Regions from separate parts of the Mus musculus genome. Here region 2 is linked to region 1. Evidence: chromatin contacts called from public HiChIP or PLAC-seq data. All regions are on one chromosome and are shown on one strand. The core of a region is the stretch at or near the end of the contact, and the rest is flanking DNA. Distances in the headings are between cores, read along the strand shown. Region 1 overlaps Hoxd3 (homeobox D3). Region 2 overlaps Gm50595.

Evidence for each region. HiChIP or PLAC-seq counts read pairs in DNA pulled down with a chosen protein or histone mark.
Region 2: a contact with region 1 is called in an H3K4me3 HiChIP or PLAC-seq map of embryonic hindbrain, with 4 times the contacts expected there. The contact joins two enhancer-like sites. A contact is called at or near these places in 3 of 39 promoter capture datasets (the SN4741 cell line, embryonic stem cells and maxillary cranial neural crest) and 4 of 115 datasets of contacts at active chromatin or transcription factors (differentiating embryonic stem cells, embryonic basal ganglia, embryonic forebrain and 1 more).

What each region holds. Positions count from the first base shown.
Region 1 is chr2:74,731,114-74,736,829 of GRCm38.p6, forward strand. All of the region lies in intron 1 of Hoxd3 (homeobox D3), which reads left to right. Among named protein-coding and RNA genes, the nearest start is that of Mir10b, 7.9 kb to the left of the region's middle. Within about 2 kb of position 2,383, at least 18 of the 459 cell types and tissues checked have an H3K27ac peak or open chromatin away from gene starts, as enhancers often do.
Region 2 is chr2:75,468,380-75,474,095 of GRCm38.p6, forward strand. It overlaps Gm50595, which reads right to left. Exons shown (of 7, transcript XM_017319380.1): 4 at 2,034-2,245; 5 at 777-837. Among named protein-coding and RNA genes, the nearest start is that of 9430019J16Rik, 27 kb to the left of the region's middle. Within about 2 kb of position 2,167, at least 96 of the 459 cell types and tissues checked have an H3K27ac peak or open chromatin away from gene starts, as enhancers often do.

The DNA of each region.
Region 1 (5,716 bases), core at 1,133-3,632:
GGAAACTAACTAGAGCTGAGAAACAACTTCTTTGTTTATAAATCTCAGCTCTTCCTCTCAGCTGGGAGGGGTTGTCTTTTGAAATGCTAATGGCATTTGCATGGCCCAGAGAGCAGTTACTAGTCCTAAAGTCTTATTCTGGCCCTAGTACCCATTTGGGCCCAAAGGAGTGGACAAGGAAAGAGGTGGCCCCTGCCCCCACCCTAGTCACCTAGAGCAGGAAGGTCTCCATCTGGGAACCTGCTCTAGAGAAAGCAAGCTGTGGAAAGGCTCCAATGCCCATTTGTTGTTATTTATTTCCAGTTTGTTCCTCCCCAAATATGAGCCAGAAGCATTTGTTTGAGTGTTTTAGAACCTGTGTTGGGGCCGTGCCTGGTGTTGAGGAGTGGAATGTTTGCTGAGGGGAGGACAGTTCGCCTCTGACTCTCATCTCACTTGTCCGGTTACAGCCTTTTGTTGTGAGATGACATTGCCAGTCAGCCCCTTGGAGTCTGCTCACAAAAGATGCTTTTAAAAATAGGACTGAGCACTGGTTTTGCTGCCACTGATTAAAGTCTTATTTATACTAATTGTTGCCTGTAGTTTTGATGTAATTCATTGATCTATATTTGAAATAATAAAAAGGTGTAGTAAAATCTCCCTCCTGTTTGGTGCCTTGTTAGAGACTCTTTGTTAAGTTTTCTGAAAGCTAACATTCACTATAAACATCTCCTCTTCTTATTTTCTACAATAAATTGGACACCCATTTATTTGGTGCCTGTGGTGTGAAAGTTAAGTCACTGATGGTGGTTTAGCAGTTCCACAAGCCCCTTCCACTCCCAATTTGGCTACTATGTTTGGTGAGCAGCGGCAAGTCCTGTGGGGGTGGGATCCAGGCTGCAAGGTGGAGGGCATTATTTGTAGAAAGAGAAGCAACTGCTTGGGCTACCGGGGGCTCCAAATCGGCTTTTGGCCCTGGCCAGTTTTAAGATTTTCTTCAGAGTAGTTATGGGAAACCTTTGCACTCTTCAGAGGCTGGGTGAGAATGCTTTTTCTGGGCCCAGCCAGTACTGGCTGGTGGTTGTTGCTCCGACCTGACCAGGCTGGCCTCCCATATTGGACTGCCACTTTTCTGGGGCTACTGAACTCCTCTGGTGTTTCCAACACCTGCCCCCCCCCCTTCCCCGCATCTCTTTTGCCCCTCAGACAACAATAAACACTCTCTACTATAAAAAGTACCATGTACTATTTTTATCACGAGGGCTTTCCCACATCTTGGCCTCAGCTTTGAAGAGGGGGCCAAGATAGGAGTTCCAAAATAGATAGGGGGTGTCTTACTGGAGACAGGAAATAAGCAGGATGCATAAAGTAGGACATATGTCCTTAATATATGGAAGGGCTCGCCCCAGACGCGTGGACATGTGTATTTATAAGTGCACAGACAGAAGTTTAAATATTCAGACACATTTTATGATTGTCCTCTGCCCGTCTTCTGGTTAATGGCTCCTCCTGTGCCCACCAATACATCAATACCGCTGTGTGTATTGAATCACCGGCAGGGATGAGGAAGAAGCGAGTCCATAGCTAAGCCCGTTGAGTACAGTACAGTAAATCGGACCCTCGGCAGACGGCGCCATGTTGGGGAGCCCTCCCTGCCCCCCACGCCGGGATGGGAGGCTGGGGGCTCGGCGGCAGTCAGGGGAGGGCCGCTCATAACCGGAGAATTTTCAAAGTGCGAGGAAGATGATAAGAATAGATTTCTACAAGTCGCGACCACGTGATTGGCGAAATAATTAATTCAGCACGTCCCTTAAGAAACACGGAGTCGTCATTAATCTGCCACGCAAAGGGCTCTCTCCGACTTGGAAAGTGCAGGGATCCCGAGAACACGGCCCGCCGAGGGGGGCCCCCTGCGCCCGCAGACCAGGGCGCCCAGCGCGGCCCGCAGGTAAATATTTGGGCGACTTTTATTTCATCAGATTTCAATCCTTAATGAACTTAGCTGTCAGAGCCGCTGACAAATAGTTGCCTTTGCTTCTCTGGTTTGGAACAGCGCGCCGGTCAGAAGTTGTTAGTGGCTTGGATGGTGACCTTTGGTTCAGCGAAGCTTTGCACTTATGAAAAATTACTAGGGGCGGCCGCGGGCGCGCGCGCGCGCGCGTGTGTGTGTGTGTGTGTGTGTGTGTGTGAGAGAGAGAGAGAGAGAGAGAGAGAGAGAGAGAGGATGAGGATGTGAGGGTGTGCAAGGGGTGAGGGTGTAAGGGGCGAGGGTGTGAGCAGGCTGCTCCCCAGACAACAGGAGTTTAAAAAAAAAAAAAAAAAAAAACCGCCTGGCTGGGGACACTCCTGGCGCACGCGGGCCGAGGTTGCCCGGTCGCCTGTGTCTACCAGGAACAATGGTCGCTGTCACCGCATCTGCCGCCTATTCTTAAACCAGCGAGGAAAAAAAAAAAAAAGCCCCGGCCCTCTTTTCAAGCTAGGCTCGTAAATTTTTCTTTGCGTCATAATAGAAGGCTATAAAATCGAGTTGAAATTTTACCCCAGGCAGGTTTTAACCAACAGATAATGATTCCAAGCTACTTCTCTTTGCTCTCCGCCTTCCCCACCCCAAGCTCAGCTGCTGGTCGCCCCAGCGAGCAGCTTCTCTTTGCTTCCTCTTTAGTTTTGTATTTGTAAATTTTTCTTTTTCTTTTTTCTTTTCTTTTTTTTTTTTTTTGTTTTGACTATCTAACAAAACAAAAAGAAGTCCTCCACCTCCCAAGTCGGAGCAGCGCAGGCAAAGAGAAGCCTCCAAGGAAGAGGAGGCTGCGGCCAGCTGCAAAAGCCATAGGGTCTCTTGCTCCCATGTTGCCTTGGTTTCCCCTCACTCCAAGAAGATTTGACATCCCAAACGTGCCTTTGCTTAGGTCCTACCCCAGCTAGCTCTGTCCGTGGGGTGGGGGCAAGTAGCAAACATTCTCTTCCTTTAGCTGCAAGCTCCAGCTCGGGTGTCTCAGCAGACAGTCTTTTCAAATGCCTCCTTACCACCTCCCAACTTCTGTGCTTTGCCTCCACTGACTTTAAGAAGGATTTCGGCAAGCAGGAACTGTCTCTGTGTGGTGGTTGTTTAGGGTTGTGGTTTATTTATTTATTTATTTATTTATTTATGGTGTGTATATATTTCTAGTCAGGACAGCAACAAAGTTTCCCCCGTTATGAATTATACATCCAAACAATAACACATTAATTCAATTATTCAAAGATGACAAATGTTTATGTGCTTAGCAAGTGACTCCTGCACGCAGATTCAGGGCGCTCTCTCTGCTTGCGTTTTTCTCAATGAGAATCGTCGCCCCTCTCACCCCACCCACTTCAATCCACTCAAACATCCCCTTGTAGGCTCAGAAAGGAACCCACAAAAAGGCTCCCCAGCTTCACTAGAGGCTGGGCTTCCAAACAGCCTCCAAAGGCCCGGCTTGGCGGGCACAGGCCCGGGCTATTTTATCAGTGTGACAATTGCCGGGGTTGGTGTGATAAATCATCGTAAGTAATTCCTGAAAGGGTGTGAGGCTGTTGGGGGCCGGGCGAGGACTGTAAATCTTTCCGGTTTATTGCTCTATGAACATATGCTCCGATTGAAGAAGGCTTAGATCCTTTCCTGGAGACAAATTCCCGCAAAGCAGCCCCCCTCTTTGGCAGGGGATTAACACTTGCCGGGGGCCGGCAAGCACAAGCCCCTGGCTGGAGGCTTGGAGGCGGGGTTCTCTGAATGGGGGTGGAGTGGGGGCAGCCTACAGTCCCTTGCGACAAGCACCCCAAGTGGGCCTGATCCTTGACTGGGGCAGGTGAACAAAAAGGAAGGAATTCCCTATCAAGTTTGGGATCTGGGTCCAGTGCCTCTTGCTTTGGGACCTGCCGACTTCTCTACATTGAGGATTGAGAACCTCTTTTTCTCCCCCCCCCTCTCCCGGGGTCATTCAGGGCTTTGGGGCACTTTCTTTCTTAGGAGGGTAGGAGGCCGTACAAGCCATATGGGGCATTAACTCCGTGGCAGAACCGTTTTTTAAAAAAGCTCAGAAAGCCAAATTCGGAGTTTCCCACAGTGTGAAATTCTATGGTGAGGGAGGCCTGACAGGGGTAGGTTAGGAGCTCGCTATAGTCCAGGAATGAACCCTGGCCTAGATTCGCTTAACTCTTCTTCCCACATGCAGGATAACTACCGCAAATCTCTTCTAGCCACTTGCAGAGTGGTGAAATCGTGCTCTGATACAGTAATTTTAACATAGAAATCTCCTTATCCCAGGTAAGGCCGTTTCAGAAGCCTCCCTTGTCCTCTTTGGAGATACCGCAGGAAGCGGGAAGCGGCTGCTTGGCTGTTGCTTGGCCTGCTGGATCCCGTTGGCTCCGAGCCGATCTGGATTCACACAGGTCAAGGTGGGACTCCTCACCTAAGCGGCTCCAGACCCCAAAGGACTTGGGTGGAGTGCTCGGGGCTCCGAGAAAGGAGGTCACGCCGAGTCCTGCCCTGCTGCTAGGCGATTTTTTTTTTTTTCCTGGCTCAGAAGTGGCAGCTTGCCTGCTGAGTCTGCGAACCCCAGCCAGCGCCCCCAAGGAGAGTCGGTGGTGGCAGGGTGACAAGCTAGAGTTGAGAACCAGCGGGTCCCACCTTAAGGCAAGAGCGGGTGCTGTGACCCAACTTAAGTGCTGGGCAGGTTGTGGGGATTGTAAGGTATCAGCCTAGGCGGACGGGCAGGGCATCTTGTCTAGGTGCGTGCAGATGTGAAGTACAGGGCGCTGAGGAGTCCGAGACTTCTGTTCCATAGCCCTGTTCCAGAAAGGCTTTTAAGAAGCAACCTTTAAAATGTCTAATCCACTGGTAGGTCTGGCAGAAGGCCGGGTCGGGGGTCAGAGGTCTTTGCCCGGAGAGATTTTCAAGCCTCCATCCCACTGCATTGGGCCAGGCTGTGGCTGCGCTGATCCCAAGCTGCAAGGACCAAGCCTTTCCTTTTTTCACCCTCCGTGTCTGCTCCGGGGGGAAAGCGCCTGGGTCCCAAGCTTCCTGCGCCCCTCCTCCCAGCCCCCAGGCCTGGCTGCGCTCTTGGGCTGGATGGCGTGAAAGTTTCAGCCTCAATCAGTACAATCTTCCCTCGGGGTCACGTGAACAAATATGCTCGCATTTGAAGGCAGCGTCTGTATTTCCCGACTATGAGGGGGTTTCCGGGGCTCTCTCCAAATTCAGAAAGGACCACGTTCCGAAAGCAAAACAAATCCCGAGCTCTGGGGGGCCTGGGAGGGCTGGGCAGGAACCCAGGAGTGGGTGGGGGAGCCAGTGGCCGCCGCTCTGGGCCTGGGAGCGGACCGGCGGGCGGGTGGACCGACCAGCGAGCAGCGCAGGCGAAGCCAGCTTGGGGACTACGAACTCGTTCCTCCAGCGTTTATTGGTAGTTGAACCTCAGCCTGGTTCCGTTCTACCGGGAATTCCGTGTGCTCTGGTATATGGCCGAGTCTGCAAGCGCGCAAGACCAGGGTTGGGACACTGTTGTCTGCAGACAAAGGGGGAAGGCTAGCTCTGCCCCCCACTGGCGCCCACTCTGAGACCGAGGACACCCAGGTTTATGATAAATTGGGATCCAGGTAAGCAATTGCATGACAAAATGGAAATCTTTGGGCACAGGGCTGCTTGCTGCCCTGAGCGGGATACTAAATATGATTTATTTTGTGTAATCTGTGATCTTGATTATTGCCAATTGGTGAGGCA
Region 2 (5,716 bases), core at 917-3,416, 740 kb after region 1:
CTCTATTCATGATAACCAAAATATGAAGCCACCCTAGGTGTCAGGAACAGATGAACAAATGAAGAAAATCTGGCACACGCAACAGCAGAGTTTGCTTAGCCACAGAGAATGAAATCACACTGTTGCAGGGAAAGAGGTGGAACCAGAAATTATCCAGAGCAAACTTGGCCTGACATAGAATAAATAGCATTGTCTCTAATATGTGGACTCTGAAAAGAAAAGAAATAAACAGACACGTCCTGAAAATAAAAGTCTGACATTTGTGGAATGGTCATGGTGGGGATAGGATGGGTTAAGGAGAGTGAGAGTGGGGGGAGGAGACAAAGTATGAGACCAAGCAAAGCACACACACACACACACACACACACACACACACAGGAACCTCCCAGTGAGACCTAATGCTGGGTACAACTCATAGACCTAACGTTACTTAAAACGAAATAATGAGAAAGAGCTTTGCCCACTACATGAACTTCTTTTTTTTTAAGAAATAGTCTTATTAGAAACTAACATGGTTTCTTTACATCTTCTCAGACACTGAGAACAGTTCAGTTTCTCATTACTCCCTGAGGAGATCTGTTTCCTGGCTGAAAAAAGGAAGGCCCTCGATGCTGAAGGGCTGGGTCAAGGTCGCTCAGCTCGTTAGAGTCGGAATCTCTCCCTCCGTGGGAGCCTTGTGGATGTCCTCAGTCTAAATCCACACATGTACTCAGCCTGCCTTTCAGGCCAGCAACCATCGAGGCTACAGCCTAGAGTTAATGAAAGCAGCGACCCACCTCAGAATCATAGAGGGCTCCATTTTTACCACCTCCTGTGCAGAGGACATGTTCCGTTGACCTAGTGTGAAAAAGACAGCTGATGACCTGTTTGTTCCAAGACATGGATCTTGATCACAATTTGTTATATCTTAAGGTGTGTTGTAAATAACAGGTCCCGGCTTGTGCTGTGATGTTTGCCCTAGTACTACACATAACCAGCCTTCTAAACTTTCACAGTTTCCATGTATCTGTTGTTGTTGTTGTTCCTTCCTCTTTTCCTCCTCTTCTTCCGTTTTACTTACACCGTTTAATACCAGCTCTAATAAGAGGCAAACTACCATGCCCTACTTTTTCATTGGCAAATTTATTGAACAAATTTCTATTCTCTCATCCCTGTCACTTAGGAAATGTTTGCTTAAACTGGACCAAGGGCTGCTGGTATAGAAACCCACTTACTCTTCCCATTGGCCAACACTGACCAGTGAAATAATATTAAGCTCCTGTTAATCTTCCCAGTCATTCAGAAAAGACAAAACTCCGAAAACACAGTACTCTTAGCTGTGTTAAGAAAAACAACTTGGGGCTGGTGAGATGGCTCAGTGGGTAAGGGCACCCGACTGCTCTTCCGAAGGTCCGAAGTTCAAATCCCAGCAATCACATGGTGGCTCACAACCACCCGTAATGAGATCTGATGCCCTCTTCTGGTGTATCTGAAGACAACTACAGTGTACTTACATATAATAAATAAATCTTTAAAATAAAAAAGAAAAGAAAAACAGCTTAAATAGAAGAGGAAAAAAATGTCACCCAAGTTGGATATTCTAGTTCTCAGTTATGAAAGCTGTATATCTCCCACTGCAAGAAGTCTCACGTCTGAAGGGAAATGGAGGAGGCATCTGCTGTGTGGCCATGTGCTCTTTCACCCAGTGGCATTTCCCGGCATCCCCAGCCACCAGGGAGTTTCAAGGTAGCTCTAGTTTTCCCGAGCTAATCAACTAAAAGCAGCTAACTACCCAACAGGCTTTGCGGTGCAGGCTGAGGCTGGCTCTTCTCAAGGAGGACAGGCAGGCTGTAGCCTTTAAAAATGGATTTCAGTGAGAACTAAGGACAGTGATTTTCTTCTGGAATGGTCGGGCTCTTATTCCAGTACAGTTCTCAGTTAGCCATTTTTCTTGAACAAGAACCTGGAAAATCTGTCATTCTATAGCTCACAAAGACACCCGTAATCTGCTATCAGCATACAGTTTGATAAAAGAGCCATTTCCCCTTTCTCACAATCTTCTACTGGCAGGAACAAGAGCCCAGTGCGATCCAACGCCGAGCACATGGCATTTCTGGCTGTGATACAAAGGACTCCAACATCCTTCTGCATATTTGATGACCCTGGGGACCCTGCAGTGTAGCGCTGCTGTGGGAACATCTGAGGCCGCCAGCGGGCACAGCTGTCTTTGTCTTCCCACGCTGCTCAGAGCTGTGGTTGTGGGGAGCTGCAGAAACGGAAACGGGGTGCTGGTTGAGAAAAATCATAAGGCTCACCAGGGCCCACATTCCCCCACGAAATCAGTCTATCTGGTTCTGAGTTGCTGATTTCTGTTCACACCCCCACCCCGTATGTTGCCTATTGTGCCCCCGCATCTCTTCACCTCACTGAAGGCTGTGTCCCATAAAGAAAACCGGTCTCTCAGGGGAAGCACTGTGGCTTCTGGTGTGGGACTCTGCCCTAGAAGTGGTGGGGTTAGAGTGCTGCGGTTTCCTGGGATGTGATGAAAACAGGGTCCACACAGTGTTTACATGTCGTTCAGGAAGGGACCGGGGGCTTCTGAGAAGGAAAAGGCTTCGGACTGGCAGTGGTAATGTTCACCTTTAATCCCAGCACTCAGCAGACAGAGGCGGATGGATCTCTGTGAGTTTTGAGGCCAGCCAGATCTACATAGCAAATTCCAGGCCATTTAAACCTATATAGTGTGGCCCTGCCTCCTCCCTCCAAAAAGTAAAAAAAAAGAAAGGAGGAAGGGAGAGAGGGAGGGAGGGAGGGAGGGAGGGAGGGAGGGAGGGAGGGAGGGAGGGAGGGAGGGAGGGAGGGAGGGAGGGAGGGGAAGAAAATGAGAGAAGAAACCTGTTCATGTCTTGAAATAAGACATGTTTATCTGAGCAATGCTGAGTGCCCCCCTCACTGTAGTCTCCTACTTGATGCACTATTATAAGCTTGCCTTCAAACTACACGAGACAATTATTCTTAACTCTCTCTAAATACCAAAATAATCATGCACAAATCTTTTAAAAATGCAAAGGCAGCAGTGTGTGATAGCATGGGCTGGAATCCCAGCACACAGGAAGCTGATGCACGAAGAACACAAGTTCAAGGCCAGCTTCAGCTATAGAGCCAGACCATGCCTCAGACAGAAAAAAAAGAGAGAGATCGAGAGAGAGAGAATTTGCTGCTCAAATGCCAGCCCAAAAGGACTAGTTCAGAATCTTCAGCATTAGGGATCAGCAATTCTTACGCTGAAAGTCCCAGTGCCCAGCTGAGGTGGGAGTCCCTGGTTGGCAGCCACTGAGCGGGTGATTCACAAATGCCCAGTGGCTCCAGCAGCAAAGATTTTGAGAATTCCTCTCCCTGGACATGGTAGGACTCTGATTTCCTGAAGCATTTGCCCTTGTGAACATGTCTGACAATTGGTCTAAAGGCAGCCTGCTCAGTCCCACTAAGAGGACTTCCCATTTCTAGAGAGATCTTTTACCATTTTAAGAATAGGTGTATAGAGAGGAATTCGAGGGAGGAAAAAGAAAGGGGAAGTGAATTAATTATATTTTAATCTCTAAAATGGTTTTAAAAGAATAAGTAAATAACCAGGCAATGATGACATTCACCTTCATACCCAGGACTCAGGAGGCAGAAACAAGTGAATCTCTGAGTTCAAGGCCAGCCTGATCTACGGAGTGAGTTCCAGGACAGCCAGAGCTACTGAGAGAAACTCTTGTCTCAAAACAAACAAGCAAACAACAAAAATAGGTATATAAGAAAAGCAAGACGGGCCTTTGGGCCTCCATCATTTAAGTTGAATTGCACCAATGGTCAAAACATGACAATACAAAGTCATTCATTATTGATTCTAACTAAAGCCAAGCAATGGGCATGATTGACTCCATTGGAAGGATCCAAAATGATCAAGAAAGTAGTAGCAATGTGTGAGGTCAGGACATCACCCATTCACCCACTTACATGGCTAAGTTCATAGTAATTAAAGGGATGTATGGATACTAGATACTATCTATAATGTTTCCACATACACTTACTATCTGCATAAACAAATATGTGTCTTCAAATCATAAGGTTTCATAATTGAAATTATTCTCAGGAATGCAGGTCTAGAAAAATAATAAAACACATGGTCTCAGGTTTATAAAATGTTGGCATTACAACTTACTTTAAAGGAGTTTTTTTTTTTTTTTTGAGGTTTCAGCTAACATCTGGCAGTGAATATCAATGCTGACCAACTACCCACAGCTGGTATTAATAGGATAGAGAAATGTTATGTTTCCTGGTTAAAATGTCCAAGCCAAAAATGATTCTCGCAAGCAAACTGGGCTGCTAGAAATTCGACCTGATGGATTAGTCGGTTTCACTTTTCTATTTCCGGCCTATGAAGATGGATCCCGGGGCCAGCTTTCACAGGGAAACGTCTTATTTAAATGTTTAAAACCAGAGATGCCTACCTCTGGCTTCCGCCATCGAAATGTACGATATTTGGAGAGGACACTCCTTGGTCATCTCTAAATGCACCCACAGCAGCTAAGACAGGAAATCAAGACCTCAGACCTGGTATTCAAACTGGCTCTGATCTCACCGAGGCCTTATTGTTGTCCCAGCACTAGTGAGAAGAACAAAAAACTAAAGAACAATAGCCAAATCATTGTTCTCTCTAGTAATAAACCTTGTTTGCCATACATAGGCCAAATTCATATGGGATGCTAATGGTGCATCAGCCTTGAAGACGGGCCAGCTGTTTAGCCAAAAAGAGAAGAACTGAAGAGATAGGGTCTGCAGGATGTCAGCACACAGCACAGCTACAACATCAGAGCACCCCGGTCTCCTCTGTTTATGTGGCTTACCTCACTTTCCCAGAAAGAGAACTCTTTATAAGGAGTCGGGGTTCTTTCTTTGCCTGGATAGCGGGGCTGACCTTGAGCCGTGAGCATCACCTGGAATATAAATGCCTCACTGGCCTGGGGCGGAACCCTAAGGACTCTCCTCCTTACATAAATTTCTCTTCCCCTTCCTGAGCAATGAACTTCTACTGCAAGAAAAGCCCATACCCTCAAGTCACTGAGCTTTTTATACACAGCATCTTCTTCCACTTGAAGCAGTGTTGCCTCAGTGAAGGCCCCTTCCCCCACGTTCTCATGGAGGGACCGACTTGACTCTGCACCATGGAGCTGTGTGCAAGGAGTGCACCTCTCTCTCCCATCCCTTCCCCTCCATTCTCTGCTCTTCAGTCTCCATGTGACCCTGAACAATAATCCTATTACATCCCTGATCTCTCTCCAGGACGTTCATCTCCATCCACCTTTTTAATGGCATTGTTAATGATTTGAAGGGAGTAAATCACAGTCAAGATAATGGCTGCAAAAAATTAATAGACATGATTTTTATGATATAATATACTAGTGTACTAATCGTGAGAACAGTTAATTGAAAAGCACTAAATATTTTATTATCCATTCAGCATTCTGTTTATTCTTTCTCCCATTCTGAACTTTTTACCTATTATTCTTTCATAATTTCCCATAAAGGAAAACTGCAGAGTAAGATAAAGGGGATTCTAATCTCTACATCTAATTACAGAAATGAGTAAATCAGCATTTAACATGTCATAATCTTAAGAAAAAGGAGCAAGGCACAATTCAAGGAGAAGCTAACGCCCTAAGCTTGGGAGAAATCTAATCTAACTGAAGAA